2 separate regions of the Mus musculus genome follow, and region 2 is linked to region 1. Evidence: chromatin contacts called from public Hi-C data. All regions are on one chromosome and are shown on one strand. The core of a region is the stretch at or near the end of the contact, and the rest is flanking DNA. Distances in the headings are between cores, read along the strand shown.

The links. A called contact is a pair of places that touch in the nucleus more often than the background predicts.
Region 2: a contact with region 1 is called in a Hi-C map of rod photoreceptor, with 1.8 times the contacts expected there. The contact joins two enhancer-like sites. A contact is called at or near these places in 2 of 484 Hi-C or Micro-C datasets (nephron progenitors and rod photoreceptor), 4 of 115 datasets of contacts at active chromatin or transcription factors (embryonic basal ganglia, embryonic limb bud, embryonic stem cells and 1 more) and 2 of 9 other capture datasets (embryonic stem cells and embryonic trunk).

What each region holds. Positions count from the first base shown.
Region 1 is chr4:148,772,578-148,778,073 of GRCm38.p6, reverse strand. No RefSeq gene overlaps it. Among named protein-coding and RNA genes, the nearest start is that of Gm42350, 9.6 kb to the left of the region's middle. Within about 2 kb of position 3,068, at least 13 of the 459 cell types and tissues checked have an H3K27ac peak or open chromatin away from gene starts, as enhancers often do. A contact at or near this core is called in rod photoreceptor, where this site is marked.
Region 2 is chr4:148,983,755-148,989,744 of GRCm38.p6, reverse strand. Pex14 (peroxisomal biogenesis factor 14) reads left to right here. Exons shown (of 9, transcript NM_019781.3): 4 at 5,580-5,708. Among named protein-coding and RNA genes, the nearest start is that of Gm42351, 24 kb to the left of the region's middle. RefSeq lists an enhancer at 2,494-5,011. Within about 2 kb of position 2,899, at least 23 of the 459 cell types and tissues checked have an H3K27ac peak or open chromatin away from gene starts, as enhancers often do. A contact at or near this core is called in rod photoreceptor, where this site is marked.

The sequences.
Region 1 (5,496 bases), core at 1,819-4,318:
CATAGATTTATAACTCAGCTCAGCTCTTTGGCCCTCTCCCTCCGCTCGCCCTCAAAGTGCCTGCTTGCCTGGCAGCTCCAGTGTTGGCTGGGCTGCCCATTGCTGACACGCACATTTTCAAGACCATCTACTTTCTCCCACCAGCCCTCACCCCTACCCCACACACCGCTGCACAGTAGTCGCTTCCTGACCCCTCTCTCCTTTCCTTGTCTCCTTCCTACCTGAAGAACCATCCTAAGGGCCACCGACCCCTACTTACTCATGTTCTTCCACCCTCAGGACCATATCCCCAAGGTTGCTACCCAAGGACCTCAGCTGGAGACCATCCCAGCATCTCTCCTCCAATTTCCTCCATCACCTGATGAAGGGATGCTGACCCTCCTAGGTGGGACAGTCCTTTCCAAATCTAGCTTAAGTCCTACTTGCTAAAGACTGGGTCTAGAACCTTTCCTTCAGGAACCCCATGGCCAGAAAATGTTCACAGTGGCTAACTCATGAAGTCAGATCATCAGGGAACTATGTGTGCATCTTAGATCGTGGGTGTGTTCTTTTGTTCTGCCACAATTGTGTGTGTGTGTGTGTATGTGTGGTATGTGTGGTGTGTGTGTGGTGTGTGTGTGGTGTGTGTGTGGTGTATGTGTGTGTATGTGTGGTGTGTGGTGTATGTGTGCATATGTGTTGTGTGTGTATATTTGTGTGCATATGTGTATGTGGTATGTGCGTATGCAGTGTGTGTGTGTATGTGTATGGTATGTGTGTATACAGTATGTATATGTGTGTATGTGGCATTTGTGTGTGTATGTGGTATGGGTATGTATGGGTGTGCATGTATGGTATGTATGTATTTGGTACGTGTATATATGTATATGTGTGTATGTGATGTGTTTTAGTATGTGTGTATGTACCCATACGTATCTGTGGAGTCTGGGGGAGTATATGGGGAGTCCTCTTCTAGGATTCTCTTCTTCGTCCCCTCAAGTCAGGGTGCCTCAGTGCACCTAGAGCCAAGCCAGCAGCCTACACCCCCACGCAGGCCTTCTCTTCTTCTGCCTGCCACAATGCTGGGTTACAGGTCTGTGGGCATGCCTAACTTTTTAAAAGAGTTCTAAAGATTTCAACCTAGCTCTCCACACTTCCCCAGCAAGTGTTCTTTCTACTGAGCCAGTGCGTGGCTTTTGAAGTGTGGAACAAAAATCAGACTGGAGCTGGAGGAGCGGCTCAGTGGAGGAGCAACGGCCTCAGATGCCTGAGGCCCTGGGTTCCGTTCTCAGCGTGAAGAGATGGTGGGGGAGCAAGGCTGTGAGGGTGAAGGGATCCTGCTGAGCCCCTCCCACCATGGCTCAGGCTGCCTGCCTCATCCTACCCAGACACACCCTCCTTTTCCTGCCTGGGTTTCATCTCAGCCTCTCTCAGTGACATCCCAAAGCCCAGGACGAGTCAGAGTGAGCAGGCTCATCTCCCTGAAACCATGGCTTCCTCAGAGCGGCCCTGCCGAGCAGGTGTCTAATCTACCCCTGCTTCATCACTGGAAACCTGGGGTTCACAGGGTGAAGAGGTTAGTCCTGTCCACATGGTTGGCACACACAGGGCAGTGGACAAACCTGGATGCCTTGACTTCCCACCCAAGTTTCTTCTACTGGCTACTCACAGCAGCTCACAACGCGGTGAGCCCAGAGCAGGGAGAGGTGGCCCTGAGATGGCTCTTGCATGAAGAACCTGGAGAGGAGACTCAAAAAGGGACAGCTACTGACCCCAAGGCTGGAAACAGCTCGAGAGCAGGAACTAGTGGAAGCCTCAGGGGTCATGCGTGATCCCCAAACACAGCATTTAAAGTGGCGACAGAGAGAAACATTCAAAACACACTGGAGGCAAAAGCTTGGACCCAGCGGCAGGGACAGAGGGCTCCCGTCCACAGAACCAGGAGAGATCTTTGCGCAGATTGTCACTGCCTCTCTGCGTTGCCTAGATCTCATGCAACCGACACAGATGATGAAATAATCCAGCAAAGTTATTTTCATTGGGAAGACAGTCATGGGGATAGTCCCAAGAGGACAGAGGCAGTGCTCAGATTGGCTCCTCGTCCTCTGAGCACCTCATCTGATGGCAGAGGAGACAGAGGAGTGGGGGGGGGGTCTCACCTCAGGATCCAGTCTTCCTAGCCCCTCCCAACCCCAGGACTCCCTTGCCTAACTGTTCAACCCTGAAGTGATCAAAGACCAAAGTGAAAGTGAGCCGTGCCATGAAACTCCAGCCTGAGGAGGCAGGAGGATGGGCTGATGCAGGATAAGGAAGGATCACTGCTCACCAGCTGGGTGCCCCGGCACCCCCCCTTCCCTTCCCTTCCCCTCTCCCCCTCCCCCTTCCCTGTGCATTACTTCCATGCAGGAGTCCCCAGCCCTGTCTGGGGAGGGTAGCAGCTGGTAGTGGGCACAGCTCCAGCCCTGTCCCTATTCTATTCTGGAGCAGGCTGAGGGGTTCACACTGGGGGATTTTCTCTCCTCCTCTGGCCTGGACTCTGGACCAGTCCTCTGCCCAATTTCACAAGGTCCTGGGAACTTGAACTAGTTGGTTGAATGGATGGCATGAGTTGGGATCTGGGACAAGTGAGTGTTAATGGGAAGCAGGCAGAGGTCCTTGGGGCAAGGAGCTCTGAGAGCCATGAGGAAGGACCCCTAGGAAGTTAGGATGGGAGGGAACAAAGCATCATAGGAGGGTAACAACCATTGGCATCTGTCCCACCCAGTTTACCCACTCCTAGTCCTAACCTTGGGCAAGCCACTCAACTCTGAGCCTTCTTTTTGGCATCTGTAAAATGGGGATAATAATAGTAACAGTCAGCCTGGCAAATGGATTAAATGTAATATGTGCAAAGTGGCTGGTAATTGGTCAGCCTTCAATTAGTGGCAGCTATGACTCTTGTCAATGAGCAGAGAAGAAGACAGAAAGCCTAGGCAGAGGACCTTGTTTAGCACAGGAGAGATCTGGGGCTGAGTAGGAAGGTCAGGTGTCACACCCAAGGAGGAGGGAGAGGGGGATGGGGCAGGAAGAGGAAGGGAAGGGGAAGGTACTGGGAAGATGGCAGAGATAAATATATGTCATGATCTTGCCCCATCTGGGTCACTGCTGCACCCTGGGAGCAATGACTCAGCTGCGAAGAAAAGTCCTCCACCCAGAGACTGGTCCCACAGGCCGTGTATGGCACAGGCCCACGGGCATGGCCAGCACATGCCAGGGAGGTTATGGAACGATGCCCGGGGTCACCCATCTACCCCAGGGCTGTCTTCACACCCCAGTCTGGGATGAGGACCCAGAGCCAGTCAGCTGACTCCCCTGAGGTAGGAGAGGCCCAGAGGGATGGAGACCTAGCAAGGCCTTAGAGAAGTTGAAGGTCACAAGATCCCAACATAATAAAACTGGGAAACCCAGCACCTGCCTCTCGCCACAGGTGCCCAGTCTACTCCTAGCCTACAGCATGAGCCTCGGACCTTATTATCCCCTCCAGAGACTTCTATGGGCCTAGGTGGACCCTGGTGTACTCAGAGAGGCTTTCCAGAGATTTTTGGGTCTCAGAGGTTGAGGTTGATTCTTATAGGCCTCACTCTCTGGAATGACAAACGGATGACAAACGGATCCATCTGTCCGTATGCCCCAGGGATTCACCTCAGCCCTGAACCTTCCAGATAAATTCCCTTTCTCTTCGCCTTCACTGTGACTCCCCCGAAAATCAGAAACTCTCTGCCTCTCCCAAGCCCCCCCACCCCCCCCCATGCTGGCTCAGTATGCTGTCTAAGCCGCTCATCTCCATCCAAGCCCTGGGTTAGCAGCTTTGCTTCTGGAGGCTTCTTCTCCCTCCCCTTTCCTCTTCCCTTCCCTTCCCCCAACCCTCCTGTGCCTTCTTTCTCTATGAGTGTGTATGTGCTCATGTGTAGGTATCACCTTGCTTGCTTCTCCCTGGGATTTATCACCGTGTGTGATGAGCCAGGCTGAAATCTTCCAAAGAACAATGACCGTGTGTGTTATCAGTGACCCCTCCTCCACCGCAGAATTGTGACCACAGCACAGAGGCAGGACATTTCCACAAACCCTTAGCACCACACATCAGAAGGCCCCCAGCAACCTCAAGGTAGGCAGAGACCCACATAGAAGGGGAATAGCCCATCTAAGCCCTGGGTTAGAAGGACTTCACTCTAGAAGAGGACGCTCAGGAGGGCCTTCCCCATCTCCTGGCATCTGCAAGATGAATTCATATGTAGACACCTACATTGCCTGCTCTGCTCTGAGTACCATGGGTCAGGCCCACCACAGGGTGGGAAAGCCATCTCTTTCTGGGCACGGTACTCAGGGCCTTTCCCAACCCAGCCCAACTGCTTTTTGTATCAGAAATAAACACATGTTAATAAAAGGTGATGATGCCAGGTGACGGGCGCTGCACGCCCACTGTGTGAGGTCATCTCCCATAGACTGTTACCTCATCTAGCCCCGGCTTGATTGACATGTTCATCCTCAGTTTAAGGTCGGTGACAAAAAAAACTAATATGTCTTAGGATGGAGCCGAGACCTGGGCCCAGGTGACTCTCCTTCTAGGCAAACTCTAATCTTAGAGGACCTTGGCAGCTCTCTCCCTGAGGTCCCTGAGCCAACGCCAATTTACCCTTTCAGATTCTCCCAAACGTTTTCTCAGTGATGGCTGTCATCTGGTAGAGGGCTTGCCTAATATGCCCCACACGAACTGGGCATGGCAGCTCCCCCTGTAATCCCAGCCCTGGGAAGACAGAAGCAGGAGGACCAGGAGTCTGAGATCATCCACAGCCACATGTTTGAGGCCAGCCTGGCCCATATACAGCTCTGTCTCAACGGGGAGAGATAAATGGCTAAAAGGTGTCTGCTGCACAAACCTAACAACCTGAGTTCGAATCCCTGAGATTTTTGCAGAATCTGGACACTATGGTGCATGTCTGTAACTCCAGCAATCCTTCAGTGAGGCTAGAGACAGGGGTTGACGAATTCCCCCAAAAGCTAGCAGGCCAGTGAGCCTGGGGCACCCAGCTGCGCTGGTTAGTTTTTATGTAACCATAGAGTCACCTTGGAAGAGGGAAGCTCAATTGAGGAACTTCCCAGATCAGATGGGCCTGTGGCCACTGCTGTGAAAGAGTATCTTGACTTATGACTGATGGGGAAGGGCCAAGCCCACTGTGGGTGGCACCATCCCCAGGCAGGTGGGTCTGGGTTGTGTAAGAAAGCTAACTGGGTACAAGCCAGATAACCGGCCAGGACACAGCACTTCCTGGACTCTGCTTCAGTTCCTGCGTGAGCTCGCTGACTTCTCTCGGTGATGGACTGTGACCTGGAAGTACAAGCTGAAGCAAGCCCTCTCCAGAGCTCTTTATCACAGCAACAGTGATAAAGCAAACGCCAGTGCAGCAGAGAGACCCTGCCTGCCTCAAAAGCAAAGGTGGACTGGGCAGTGGTGGCACACACCTTTAATACCAGTACTCA
Region 2 (5,990 bases), core at 1,650-4,149, 210 kb before region 1:
TCAGTGATTTACTGGGAGAGGCGCCTGCGGGAGACCAGTGTCCTTGCGCCTTTGCTTGGTTTTCTTGCACGTTTGATATATTTAAAGGATGTATTGTCTTTATGGGTCACCGGGATAAGGAAGGGATTGGTGCAAGTTTTAATGAGAGGTCTGAGTGCTCTGTGCTGAGATGAGAATTACATTCGTGGGTAAATATCTTTCTTTCCCTGGGTGGCAGGAGGCAGTGTTTTGCTGTCTCCGAAGCAGCCTTTCTACGGAACAGTTTTCAGAAGGATACTGAGAGAGCATCCAGTTTCAAGGCATCAGCAGCAACTTTTCCTTCAGTTGTACAGACGCCAGCCATTTGAGGAGAGGGGAAAGTCTTCATCCCATTCTTGAAGTTACACATTAATATCAAGATCAGGAGAGCCAGCCCACTCCAGCTCAATTTGCATAAAAACTTTCATTCAGACTAGTGATATTTAGAACTGTTTTTCTCAAAAACTGGTCCTTGCTGCTTGGGGAATAGTTATCATCAGAGAAGGGAGCTTTGGCTTATTTGCTTAATATTTTAACCTAGCGGATTAGACAGGTTGGGGAGCTGGGGGAGGGGATAAGAGAGTGGGTGGGGCGGCCCCATAAACAAGGTGATATATAATATTTTTTTTGTTCTCCTTTTAAATAAATACCGATCAGCTTTATGTTCAGAGACAATAGGAGCCGTTGGCTTAAATTTGCAGTTTACTGTATTTATGGCTGTAATATCAAGGTGCTGCCGTCGTAATTTCATGCCCCAATGAGAAGAGCAAGGTCGAAGCAAATGCTTCCATCGGCATCTGCTAGCACACTAACTCATAAACAAGGCCCGGCTGGATCAGGTGGCACGGAATAATACAGGCTAATGAAATACAGCACAGCTTTCCATTACTGTTAGTTTTTACAGTGTCGTCATTACGTGTAATTTATGTTTAAAAAATTCAATTTTATACAAGGCACTGGGAAATAGGGGTCCACAGGTCATCCAACGACTTTTAGAGGCTCCGAGAGTCCTTATTGTACTCTACTGTTCCAACAAAATGTTAATAAAGGAAGAATACTTTTTCCCTTTCCCTCCCTGAGCCCATTCTGAGGGAGTTGATTTTTCTTTTAATTTGGGGAATATCTTTAGCCAGCTGTCTTCCTGCCTCATCTCCTCCTGGAATGTGCCAAGCAGATAACTAGTTGTGTTCTGAGAGAGGTGACCCTGCTCTGTTTCAGAGTCTTAGTTGACTCAGAAATGGAGGGGCTGTAGATGGAGGAAGATGATCTGAGTTCTGGGCCCTTCGCTGCCTCCCTGGGCTGTATGCCCCCCCTCCATTTCCTCTTGTTCTCTACAGTTTGATTATAAAGTCTGGTCCAGACTGGAAGGTACGGCCGGGGTTCATTGCCTCCCATATTTTCAAACCATTCCTAGCCCTTCGGTCTTGGTCGCTTGCCCCACACAATGCAGAGAACACTGCTGTCACCTGTCAGGTTTCTGTTTCACCTCGAGTCAGGCCCAGAGCTGTGCCCAGCAGGCACTGCAGTAAGTGTGGAGTTGCTTGATCTGAGAAGTCCTTGTGCAGCCAGCCTCACAGGAAACCATCATCCTGCCGGGAAAGGACATGGGCATCATGATCACACACGCGCGCACGCGCACGCGCGTGCACACACACATCTTTGGCTTCTGTTTGCTTTCTAATAGAAACCTTTAGGAAAAGAAAGCAGGTTGTTTATATGCTAGGATATAAAAAATAGGCAGGTGTGACTGTCCTGAGTCCAGTTCAGATGGCGTTGGAGCCCACCTCTGTGGTCACTGCAAAGCCGTTCCTTCTCTCCATTCTTTTAAATGTAGCCCTCTAGGGAGAAGAAATCTCCACAGGGGCAGCAGTGGTAACTTCCTGATGTTTGGGGAAGTAGTTTGGAGCGAACCAAGGGAATAGGAAAGGTGCTGGGGACCTTGGAGGGCTTTGCAGATTAGGCAGCCCAGGGCCTTGCAAGTCAGGGAGGATCTCTGGGCCGGCCCAGCCTCTGGCCACTGCTCTTCCTCCTAAACAGTGCTCCTGTTCTTTCCCTGAGAGGAGCGGGCAGGACTTCCTTAGTCATTCTTTCCTAGTAGTAGATGGTAGGGTGGGAACTCTAGAAGGATCACCCATGGTGGAAGGGAATTGCTGGAAGAAGATTAAAATGCCAAGTCCTAGTGGTGTCAGATAACCAGTCTACCCCTCAGCTAAGAGAAAAATGTAACCTTATCAGAATGAACTAACTCTTCCAAAGGCAGATAGATAGGGAGGGAGCAGGAGGCTTGCTTGCCGCCTGCAGAATGGCAAAGTCCTCTGCTCTCTGTTCTGTTCAGCCATTGCTCAGTCCCTTTGCGATTAGATTATTCCTCACAGATAGCAATCAACTGGAAGGAAGTGTGTGTGTCTAATTTGCATGAGATTATTTAAAACAACAACAACAAAAAAGGTCTGCATTAGTCAGGGTGATGGTAAACACCGCAGAGAGATGCCTTTATAATATAGCCGGTGCCTTCCTTGGCTTTCAGAGCCAAATATAATTCACTTACAATTGGCAGTTTCCTTTATTATTCCTTTTAACCTTTTGGATTCTGCAAGGTCTCAATCAAAGCCCTGCATTGTTTATCCTGCGGGTGTGTAGGAAAGATGGGGGTAGGGCACCTGGATGCTTATTCATGGGTCCTGTGGCAACAGTTTATCACAGAGGTAGGGTCCTCTCTGGACCAGGAGCCAGTGGCTGAGTAGATAGCGAGTCTTGATCCAGAGAGAAGTGACCGACCCCCGACTTGGTCTTCCTCCACTTAGCTCCGTAAATAGAATCCAGTGCTGCGTGAGTGAGGACTCTCAGGGAAGCAGGGCGCTGCTCTGTGAGGAATGTCTGGGGTGAGGTGAGGGTGAGGATGCACCATGCTTCTCACTCTGGCGTTGTTGAAATGTCATCCAGTTACCATTTGCAGGTCTGCCCCAGGTTGTCTGTAGCCCATGTTTCTATATCCACAGGAACTAGCATTGGCTCTTATCCACAGGTGGGGTCCAGGGTGCCATGGGAGAAAGGAGTTTAATCCCTCTCTAAACCCTGACAGCCTTGAGTGAAGTTGCCGTCTGATGCTTATAACTCTGGTTGCCTCTGTTCTCCAAGACAAGTCAGACCTAGACGGCCTTCACCCCCACCTCAGGGGAAATGGTAGGGGTAGCACTCGAAAATTATGTGTTCTCCCCCACCCCATTCTTCTTAAGAAAAATGACTCATTTATTGAAACTAAATCAAGCCCCTGCCTTTTCTGGAGAACTAGGTATATTGGAATTCCAGCCAGTGTAGAGTTATAGCACCAAATGAGAAGCAAGAGCCCGGAAGGAAGTGCCGATGGCATTGGAACCCTCACCTCACTGGTGGGCTCGGCTGAGGGAATGCAAGCTGGCTTTTATTAGGAGAATAGTCTTGGTAAAAGCTTGGGGCCAGAGGGCAGAACAGCCGGCAGAAGGTCCTGTTCCTTTAACCAGCGCCAGCTCTCGAGGCCGAGGCGCAGCCTGTAACTTGCTGTATATTTCCCCAGCGTTAAGCATTATCGTACTTGTTTATATTTGAAAGAGCCAGAAGGGAAATGAGAATGCAACTGAATGCTCCTTTTGGGAGAATTATCCTCATTTGCAGCCAGCAGCTGACAAGGCACATGATCCACCAGGTTTAGAGAATTCCGTGGTGTGCCAGTGACCAGCAGCCTGTGCTGATGTCGCAGATGCTGCTTCCTCTCCTCTGCAGTGGACTGGGAAAAGCACCGTCCTCCTTCCCGGCTTGGAGAGGAGAGCGGTGCCCCTTCCTATTTAGGAAGAGCCATCAGCAGTGACTGACAGGCGAACGAGCCCAAGAGGCACAGGCTCCGGGGATCTGTGTCCTCACTTTTACCTGGCTTGTCTGTCTGGCCTACTCCTGCTCTGGGGAGAAGAAACAACAACAAATGCATCCTGTTTGTGGCAAGCTGTGCAGGAAGTGGGGATGCCCTTGTCCTGCGCAGCCTGGGATGCTCTGCTGCTCTATCGCCTGACCTCCTTCCCTCTGGCTGGGTGAATGCCGACCCATGGCCCACGACCCACAGCAGGGCTTGCTTGCTTGCTTCTGTCTGGCTCCTGTGTGTGAAGAGGAAGTGCTGCTGCCTCGTGAAAGGAGAGAGGTCAAGGGCCATTTTGCGTAGTTGAGGCACTCCCTTGACCGTTTGCAGTGGGGCATGAAAAGTCTGAGGGATGGCTAGCATCGACTCAGGCCAATATGGTACAGGGCCGAGCTGTGCTCTAAAGCATTAATGTATACCACGTATTAGCCCCCAGGCACAGAGTGCGAGGCCCCACACTTTGAAGATGCTGATCCTCAGAACCGCCTTGTACTTCATCCACCCCCAGGGGCAAGTATACTGTGCTGTGGGCCTCTAATGGAGAGCTGCCGACCAGATGTGGAAAAGCTCTTGGCCCCGGTTTAAAAGCTCTGTGTTGTGGCTCTATTGGATATTGGGATTCCCGGAACAGCCTGGACCAGCTTGAGTTGTCTTCTGCATGCTAGCAGTGACCTCTCACCTGCTTTTCACCCTCGGCAGTAGATCTCTTTGTATACACCATTACTTCCCGAGTGGGCCCTGTAGGAATCTTGTTGCAAACCTGGGCTCTACACTTTAGTCCTATGGAGCCCTCCTCCTTTACCATCGGTCCCCCAGTCGGCCTCAGGCCCTCTGAATACCTCTCTGCTCCCAGCCTGCTAGGTTAGGAGCCTGGACTTTCACTGGCTCTCCCTTCCTTCTTGGCAAATCCTTTCCACATGCTATAACCACTGCAGATGGCGCCCTGCGATTTCCTGATGCCCTGTGTGCAGTGTAGTTTAGAGCATCAGAGGATTAAAGGGGGGTGGGGGGTGGGGGGAGGAACTAGCCAAAGGCGATCCAGGCAGCCTGGGATAGGCTGGAGCAATAGTCATCCAAGAGCGTGGGCCCGGTCTCGTTTTGCTCTGTTTTCTTGTTTTATTTTCTTCTTTACATTCTATATCCCATTCATACTAATCACAGTCAGTCCTGATTTTTCTTTTTATTTCTGCATTTGTCATAAAATAAAGCAAATTATTCCCGTCTTCGGAAACGATCTAGACTAATTAGTCGTCTCACCCAATAATTAGTTTTTTGTTTCCCTGTCTGTTTTCGTGCATTATTGTTAGTTTTTTCCCCTCTTTTTTTAACACCATTACAGATTAAAATGAGCCACATTTGCAGTTGATGGTATCTGTTTTCGGGGGAAGAATGGAGAATTGCAGTACGGAGCGACTTCAAAAGCAGCAATAAACTCAAGGATAAATTAAGGAAATTGAATGAGCCACATTTGGAAGCAGTGTTGAGGCTAATATTCTGTCGCTTAAGGTTAAATTGCGACAGAGAGAGGTTCCCAAGAATCCGAAATCGAGGAGGCAGCACACTCAAATGCAAGGCGCGCTCTGTGGCCGTCAGGGCCTGCTTGCAGAGGAAGATTTTGCTGAGGGTGGGTCGCTGGCAAGAGATACTCATGAGTGTCCTTTGCTCTTCTCTCTAGGACTGACAGACGAAGAGATTGACCTGGCTTTCCAGCAGTCGGGCACAGCTGCCGACGAGCCTTCACCCCTGGGCCCAGCTACCCCAGTGGTTCCTGTCCAGCCCCCTCACCTCACTCCGCAGCCATACAGTAAGTCACCTGTTCCAAGTCCTGCTTACCCCAGCTGGGAGTCAAGACACTGGCTAAGAGCAGTGCTCCAAAGCTCCCACCTCAGCAAATTGGGAGAACTTGGGTTTTCCATTTGATGCAAAAAGCTCATAAGGTTTTCTAGGTATAAAAACGTGGCGCACTCAAACTCATCTAGACACGGTTTTAAGTGTGTGCTAAAGGTTGCAGGGGAGCAGGAGCCGGCCGTTTGTGTTGCTTCAGACACTGTGGTCACACAGGTGATCCGCTATGCCCCTTCCATCT